Linked DNA regions of Mus musculus: regions 1 and 2 are each linked to region 3. A link is a contact called in public HiCAR-type and promoter capture Hi-C data. All regions are on one chromosome and are shown on one strand. The core of a region is the stretch at or near the end of the contact, and the rest is flanking DNA. Distances in the headings are between cores, read along the strand shown. Region 1 holds the start of Trak2 (trafficking protein, kinesin binding 2). Region 2 holds the start of Orc2 (origin recognition complex, subunit 2). Region 3 holds the start of Wdr12 (WD repeat domain 12).

The links. Promoter capture Hi-C pulls out the DNA fragments that hold promoters and counts their contacts. HiCAR-type assays count read pairs that join an accessible place to other places.
Region 1: a promoter capture Hi-C map of liver shows a contact between it and region 3, with 3 times the contacts expected there. The contact joins the promoter of Trak2 here to the promoter of Wdr12 in region 3. A contact is called at or near these places in 2 of 39 promoter capture datasets (both in liver), 1 of 115 datasets of contacts at active chromatin or transcription factors (astrocytes) and 1 of 9 other capture datasets (adipose tissue).
Region 2: a contact with region 3 is called in a HiCAR-type map of astrocytes, with 4 times the contacts expected there. The contact joins the promoter of Orc2 here to the promoter of Wdr12 in region 3. A contact is called at or near these places in 1 of 115 datasets of contacts at active chromatin or transcription factors (astrocytes) and 2 of 9 other capture datasets (adipose tissue and liver).

What each region holds. Positions count from the first base shown.
Region 1 is chr1:58,972,085-58,974,801 of GRCm38.p6, reverse strand. Trak2 (trafficking protein, kinesin binding 2) reads left to right here and starts at 1,320. Exons shown (of 16, transcript NM_172406.3): 1 at 1,320-1,565. It overlaps Stradb (STE20-related kinase adaptor beta), which reads right to left and starts at 1,280. Exons shown (of 12, transcript NM_172656.6): 1 at 952-1,280.
Region 2 is chr1:58,503,625-58,506,395 of GRCm38.p6, reverse strand. It overlaps Orc2 (origin recognition complex, subunit 2), which reads left to right and starts at 1,287. Exons shown (of 18, transcript NM_008765.3): 1 at 1,287-1,624. Gm15834 (a long non-coding RNA gene) reads right to left here and starts at 1,280. Exons shown (of 4, transcript XR_865442.3): 1 at 1-1,280.
Region 3 is chr1:60,096,506-60,099,205 of GRCm38.p6, reverse strand. Wdr12 (WD repeat domain 12) reads left to right here and starts at 1,299. Exons shown (of 13, transcript NM_021312.5): 1 at 1,299-1,699. The coding sequence starts at 1,659. It overlaps Carf (calcium response factor), which reads right to left and starts at 959. Exons shown (of 16, transcript NM_139150.5): 1 at 899-959.

The sequences.
Region 1 (2,717 bases), core at 71-2,570, 1.1 Mb after region 3:
TATATATATTTAAGAAACCTGTATTCCTAAACATAATGATGAGTACTTCAGTGTAGTCCCTTGCAATTGTACCTAAAAAGCTAACCACAATAAAGCTTTATAAATAATCTAATTTGTTGCATAATATAGAAGTCATACCCAGGCCTTTCATTTGAAAGGTTAACACTTTAAATGGACACCAGAGGGGCTATGTATTTACAAGACTTGGGTTTTGCGTTAATCGAGGTATTCAATGGTCTACTGTTACAGGAAATGCCGACAAAAACAAAAAACCTACCAATACTCTTTGTTAGGCTTCAAAATTACAGTAATTCTCAAGGTGATCTTGAAATCTCATAAAACCTTAACAAAGATCATAGCGAAGCACACAGCTTAATCCAATTTTCCAAACTTAGTATCATGACTCATGGTTTCAACAAATATTTACGGAGTGCCAAGCACTGTGCTATGCAGGTGCTGTCACAAATCATGATCAAGTTTGGAGGAAAGGTATTTGACATAACAAACCCACGAGGGGAAAACAAGACATCAAATGTAAACACTGAAGACAAAACGAAGCCTGGACATTTAATTTGGAAAAAGGTCCCTTCGACGTCTCTGAGCAGACAGGTCTGGGGCCAGAGTGTCTTCAGCTTGGGAAGTCGCCAGGCCTGTGTGCGCTACCAAAGGTAAGAGCTGGGGGAGCGGGGCGGCGGTAGCTGGGTTCCTGCACCTGGCACCGCTGCTGGGCACCCGGGAGCCCCGGCCCCCCCGTGCGCTGGCACAGAGACAGAGAGCGGGAGCCGGCGTCCCGCAGACTCCAGCGGCTGCTCGGCCGGCCGTGTCAACTCCGGTAAGGAGCGGAGGCGAGGACTGGCCTTGTAGCCTTCCGCTGTGCACCTACCGACCTGCGTTCCCTGTCGCTCCCCGGGTCCCCACACCATCCCGTGCTGGCCTGCCTCCCCTCATTACCTAGGCGGTGACCAAGGCCAGCGACTCTCCAGACAGCGGGCGCTGAGGGGAGGCGACACGCGCGAGCCCCGGGACCTGCCTCGCGAAGGGGCGAGGCGAAAACACTAGGCCGGCTTCCAGGGTGAGCCTCAAGGCACAGAAGTGCAGCACGGCCTGGAGAAGGCCGGTCGGCCTGGACTTCTGCCCTAGCCCGGGGCAACCGGCCGGGACGGGATTCGCCCCACCCCAGCGGGGTCGGGGCCCGCCGCTCCGCCCCACCGCGCCTCCAGCTTCTAGCTCTGGAGTGAGGAGGCGGGGCCCTCGAGCTGTAGGCGGGACGGAAAGCAAACTACAGTTCCCAGAAGGCTTTGCGCTAGGGCCGCAAAGCCTGTTGGGAGAGTGGGTCTCCTTTTTAGCTTCCCTAGCTGGGTGGGGGCTGCCATTGAACCGGCGTCACTGCAGCTCCAAGGTCGCCCGGTGATGATGTGAGAGCGCCTGCCAGTTCCTGCCACGCCCGGGGGGGTTAGCTCGGTGGCGGCGGCGGCTGCTTCAGATGCTGCTCTCAGGCTGCCGCGCATTAGGGGCTTCTTCCTGAGCGAGTGTGGGCGGAAGAGCGAGGACGCCGGGCCATTCCCGTGAGTAAGCTCCCGCGTGCGATTCGAACTTGCCCTTGTCAACTTCTCTCAAAGGCAGAGAAGCCTTCCTGTCCCGCGTCCCTCTGGTCCCCAGAGGTCACTCACGGAAGGATTCCGCCCCGAGATGGGAAAGGGATGTTTCCCAAGTGTGGGTGCAAACTGATGGGAACTGGGCGGTAGCCTCCGGGATTCACCCTATCTGCACCTCTGAAGATTGGCAGCTTCCCATCCTTTGCCAGACAGAGTCCATCTGGAGCTCTGTCGTTTTAGGATGAGTGGCTTTAGTGTCTGGACGTTAAACCTTAAGCTCTCGGTGGCCATCTGTGATGCAAATGGGAGGAAAGGACACTAGAAAGAGCTCTTTCTTTATTGGGCTTTTATTTGTAATTGATTTGGAACCAAACGCCACATGTCTTTTTAAAAGAAATAAGGAAGACAGACAGACAGAAAGACTTTTGGTTGAAGCAAAAAGAATGAATATTGGCAGTTGTGTTTTCCAGTGCCAGCACTTCTGAGTCCCAGACACTTTTTTTTTTTTTTAAATCACAATTATGGCAGTGAAGTCAATTACCTGCTTATGCATCTTTTTCTGCATCAGGAAAGATGGTAATATTTCGCTGGAAATTCACTTAGCTTATGTAAGGACCACTGAACAAAATGAGCTAGACTCAGAGTTCTTGCTCTACCTTAGTAAAAATGTTTGTGACCTTTCAAATCTTTGCTGTCCTGTTAAAAGTCTGAGCTACAGTGAGCTCCAAATAGCATATTAATGGTGGTGACACTTGAAAACGAATTGTGAAGGACATTTGGTGGTGGGAAAGGGCAAAATTAAAGGCACTTTATCATCTCGGCCACTCTCCAGCTTTCTATTTTTAAAATTAGGTAGTATCTGGCAAGCCTCAGATGTTTAACCAGCACATACATACCTATGTGAAAGACAGTGCTCTTACCCATACCCATTTTTACTGATGTGATGATGTACACGGTTCACCTAACCACGCACATTGCTCACTAGTTGCACTGGAGACTTTCTGTATCAAGTCGAGATTTACACCCATACCTGCTTTGCCTCAAAGTTATGAACCAGGTTAAAAGAATGGTTAAGAAGAATTTTCATAGTTTGCTAGTACTCGCTCCATCATTCCTTGACTA
Region 2 (2,771 bases), core at 38-2,537, 1.6 Mb after region 3:
GATCAGGGGTTACCACAACATGAGGAAGTGTTAAAGGGTCCAGCATTAGAAGATTGAGAACCACTGTTCTAAACAGCTCCCAAAAAGTCTGACTCCATTTCTTCCTTCCCACTATTATATTCCACAGATAATCTTTCAATACAAATGTGGCCAGTCCCTTAAGTACCAACTTGTAATTCATAATATCTGACACTTTGACACTTTATTCATCTATTTTCATTTTGCTTTTCTTCCTAGAAAATTCAAATCAATTCAGGCCTTAGTTTTCATATCTCTTCCTTTAAGGAAAGTGTTCCTGATTCCTTCTGGTCTTATAATTATATAATCCTGTGCCCTGCTGTTAGGAACATAACTTAAAAATCATTCTCTGTAACTTGGAAACCATTTTGTATGACTTGAAATAACGCAATGCATGTGCAATAGAAGTTTGCCACCAGGTAGCTCTGATGAGACCTAGAAGCAAACCACCGGCAGGTCACCTGGAAGCCCAGTTACCAGCCTAGCCCCGGACGGTCCTTGATATGGTTAAAAACAAAAACCTAACCACAAGGTGGTGTTAAGATAGTGAACCAAACCCAAGTTGTGAGCTTGATTTTCAGAGCTCAATGAAATGATACAAAGGTTGGAACTTTGGGATTTGTGCTCTCTAGGCATCACATTTATAGCCAGTGTGTTTATATCCATTGGCAAGAATGAGTAAGTATTCAGCTGCCTTATTCTAGCACTTTCCCCAAGACTGTATGTTCAGTTTCTTCTCGTTCAATTACCCAGAAGCTCAGTTATTCAGAGGTGCCTCTACTTGAGTATTGTATTCTTACTGTTGGTTCTAAGTATGATAAGTTCGGAATAAGCGAATCCAAATGACGTAGTCCTGTTAGTAAACAAATATTTTCATGTATCCCAGCCAGATTCACTCGTTTTCCTTCTCATTTCCTCTGTATAAGCCCCCTTTTCGTGTCTTTATTTCATTAGTTGTATGGTCCTATTTTCTTGTTCATGCTCTGGCTCCGCCCTCCCTCAAACCCTTGAGATCCCTTTGCATCATATGCGAGCAGGTATTCGCTGTTCCTCAAGCGAATCCATCTTCATTATCTTTTTTTTTTTTTTTTTTTTTTCCTCAGAGCAGCTAGACTAACAATATTAAGATTGACATAAAACACCAACCAACCGTACAACCGGGGACGCTGCCCTTAACTTCCAGACAGCTAGCACACACTTGTCTCTCCAGAGATCCGGCGTGCTCCGCGCACGGTCCCTTCCCCCGGAAACGGAAACTGAAGAGATGAGGAAAGCCCGGGAACCCACTATTGGTTGGGGGATCTGTTTTCCGACTGAGCGAGGGCCTATGGCCCGAGTCAACGGGCTTGCGGCGCCGTCGCTCTGGGCGGCTCGGCTCCCCATTGGTTTCTTAGGGCACCGCCCACCGGCGGCCGGGGATTCAGTGTGCTGCGCGCAGCTCCCTTGCCCTGCTGGGCGCGCAGGTTCGGCTTGGACCGGTCGACTCTTTCCCTAGACGCTGGCCTCCCCGGGCCGTTCTGGGGTGTTCCGCGGCGGCGGGAGTCCTGGCTGGCGGCTCAAGTGAGCCTCGCGGCCGTTCTCCCTCCCGCCGGCTCGGACTCGAGAGGTGAGTCCCAGTGCGCCCTGCTGCAGCCGCGGCTCACTGCGCGCTTCCCCCGACACCCGTGGCCTTGCCGCTCGCCCACCATGGCGGGAGATGACGAGGCCGCCGGGCGCAGGCTGGAGGATGCTGGGGAGCAGCCCCCCTGGGTGAGAGGCGCTGTCTGCGAAAGCCAAGGCTGTCCTGTGGCGAGAAGTCTCCTGCACGGACCGTGCCTGCTTTCCGGCTAACCCGGCCCTTTATTTGAGAAGAGAATGAAAAGGAACTGTAACAAAAATGGCAGTGTTCTGCCAGAGGAGAAGGAACTCGGAGGGATGTAGCTCAAGGGATCGCGGGATGGAACGACTGCTGAAGTCTGTTCTGTTGTCCCGGCCGGGTGTCCCTAAAGGTCTCCTTGGGGCAGTGCTTGGTTTGAAAAATGTGTTTACTCCCAGAGGAAAGTGCATGGCTGCCAACACTTGGTGCTGCCTTGTAGTTAGTTGACTGTGAAGAGAATTGACCCTTTAGCCCTACAGATAATCACTATCCGTTATAGATGCTCCCTGTGGATATCTGCATTTCATTGGTTGATTATGGGCATGTGCATTCATGTGGATGTTGGTGCATATGTGCCGGTAGTGTGTGTTAATTTTAGATGTCTTTTTGGATCGTTCTTAACTGAGGCGGGGTCTTACTCTAACCGGGTCCTTGTTGGTTAACCAGCTTGCCTCGGGGAACCCCATTCTCCTCCTCCCCAGTTCTGAGTGCTCCTCAACTTTTAAATGACTACAAGGATCTCAGTTCCCATTCTGACGCTTGCAGGACACGTGCTTTTAGCCACTGAGCTGTCTAGTCAGCCTCCCAGATTGCAGTTTTCTTGTGTATCTGTTAGGTAGTGTTTTTCTGAGGAATTGCAGAAAAGAAGGGGACATTCTCTTAGGAGGTCTTGGTAGGAATTTCAGTTGAGGTGATTTTGTTTGTATTACATAAAATATCTTAAAAATCGGAGATGTTGTATAAATGCATTTGAGGCTGAACAGGCATACCCTGCCTTTTTGACATTTGGATACCTTGTTGCTGTCATTTACAAAGTTCGTGGCTGAGAATATCACAATACAGTTACAGAAAATTTTGCAAAAACCACTCATAATGTTTAAGCACGTTTACAACAAGG
Region 3 (2,700 bases), core at 50-2,549:
GATTGTTTTCGCCTCCAACTGACTAGATAACTTCTAGTTTTCTACGGATTTAAATTTAATTAGGCGACATATAGAAAACCTCTCACCATATTCACTGGTTCACTCATACCGCTAAGCCAACACATTTTGCAATCCAGTTCTGCCTGACTCTAAATTGCTGTCTCAGAGTAGTGTGTCCCTGTACCCCACCCTACCCCCGGAGGTTTTCAGACGAATGCCTTAAAAAAGTGACTTTGGGATCTTAAGAGTAATAGCCCCCATCTATTCTCCACTCAGGAAAATAACTAGAGTAATAATCGAGACCATTGAGACCGAGACAAGCCTTTGAGTGACATCAAGATTAAAAAAATAATTAATAATTAATAATAATAATAATAATAAAAGAAGCCCGAAAGCAGGGGAGAAGGTGCAGAGGACACTTTTCTAAACGTCAGACTCGGAAAGGAGGGGAGAGGCCCCTCTCGGGCGGGCGCTCCGGCCCAGGACTCGGATGCTCCGTGGCGGTGGTGCGTTCTCGGGCTCCGCACCCTCTGCGGGACAGACACCTCGCCTCCCCCTGCGGCAGCCTGCCTTCTCCCGGCCGCGGGGCCCCTCCCGGGCCCACGGCGAAGGAGCCGCCGTGGAGGCGGACGAGGGCGCAGGGACAGCGCACAGCGGCGTCCGGCGACGGCCGGGGGCGGGGGCCGGCGGTTGCTCCCAGCCCGGGAGGGTCAGGAGGTGACGGGAGGAGGCGGCAGGGGGACGAAGGGAGGTTGGGAGGGAGCGTCCGGTCGCTGGGCACAGACAGCTCTGCCAGGCCTCCGGCTCCCCCAACCCTGCCGCCGCAGCGAGCCCCACAACGCGAGAGGGGAGTCCGCCGTAAGCAGAAGGGAGAAAATTCAAAACGAGACTACTCAACCTCGTCTTGGCTCCGAGGCCGCGCCGTGGAGACCAGCACAATGCGCAGGCGCACCCCTCCTGGAGGCGCAGCGCAGGTCCATCAGATTAGACCCTTCTCAGCCACCGTCGCCCAGTTCCCTTCCGACTCGTTCTCCTTTCCCGAGTTTCCGCTCTGAAGCCAGAGGTAAGAACACATGGTCTCGGCCGAATTTGGCTGTTGGAACAGTGCACACAAGACGAACAGATGGGACCTTTGTCACTCAGAATAAAGAAGCAGGAAGTGTAATATCTGCCCGGAGAAAGGAGTATTAAAAGCAGATATGAGACCCTAAATGCGGTGTGGCAAAATAAATAAAGCCTACAACTCCCAGTGTTCAGAGGGTCTGAAACGCGCTCCCTTCTGGGGTTTGTAGTATCTGAGCGCTGAGTCTAAAGGGTCTGGGTCTAAAGACACGCTTAAAATTTGGCTCAAGCTAGTTATTTTCTTTATTTTCCTAATAGATTACGAATCTAGATAGATAAGAAACAAAAGTCTTAAGGGGACTGGATGCTTTTAGGACTACGCTTGACTAATCGATGTTTCCTAAATCTCGGAATAGGTACTTGATGTGTGCGGGCTGGGCGCTGGTGGAAATCGAACCTCGTGGTATGTTCTGTAGGAACCTGAGGGAGCTAACTGAAGCCTAGCTCCTGCTGCGCTTGCGGCGCAGTCTACCTTAGAGCTGCTTGATTATCAACGCACACATTTTCGTGGAGAAGTCTCGTGTGTATATTCAGCCATGGCACAACTCCAGGCACGTTTCTACAGCGAGAACAAGAAGTAAGTAAGGGTTCCAGCTTCTGTCCCTGTCTTCCAGGAGCCGATCTCGTTTGAAGACTCCTTCGATTTGATCCTTGCTGTTTTGACTGGGGATATACATTAAAGAAGAAACGGACAAGGTTTTAGTAAATCAAAGTTGAAAGAACTTTAATAATTATAATGGCTACAATTAAAAGAATTTATTGCAAATAAGATAAGCTGACTGATAGAAAAAAATAAAAAAGACTTCATTCGCCTTCCCCTTCACGTGCCCCGCACTTCTGCCCTGTCTCATTTGGAAGCGGTGTTCACGTCTTCTTAAATCTCCGTTTTCTACCCACTTTCATGAGCTTTTCATAATTTGACGTGTGTGGAGGACCAGGGCTTCACGTTTGCTTTCTGCATGCTGCACACATCATGTCAGTAATTTGAGAGTTGAACAGGCTTGTCCGTTAACGGTGTCTCGTGGTTTCTGAAAGCACAACTTCATCCCCCCCCCCCCCCCAAACAGACTAGAAACTGGCTATGGAGTTTGTAGAGCTGTTTTTTTAATTAGAATGAAGCCAATTCAGTGTCCGATTTGATTAGGTGTATTTTGTGTGAGTGTGTCCAACTTAGGTTTCTCTTGTTGTGATAAAACACTGACAAAAAGCAATTTGGGGAGGAAAGGGTTACAGTCATCTCAGAGGAGGCCAAGATAGGAGGAACTCCTGGCAGGAACTGAAGCAGAAACCAGAGGTGAGGGGTGGGGGTGGGGGCAAGCTGCATTTGCTCTCCCAATGGCTAGCTAGCTAAGTTTGCTTTTAAAATACAGGGTGGCTCTACTCAGTGGGCTGGTTCCTCCTACATCAGTTATTAGTCCAGAAAATGTTCCCGCAGACTTGCCTGCAGACAACCACTATAAGGGAATTTCCTCATTTCAGAGGACCTTGGCTTCTCTCTAGTTGATAAAACAAGGACTGTGTGTATATATTTGTATGTGTGTACTTCTGTGTCTATATATTAATAAGTCATATAGATGT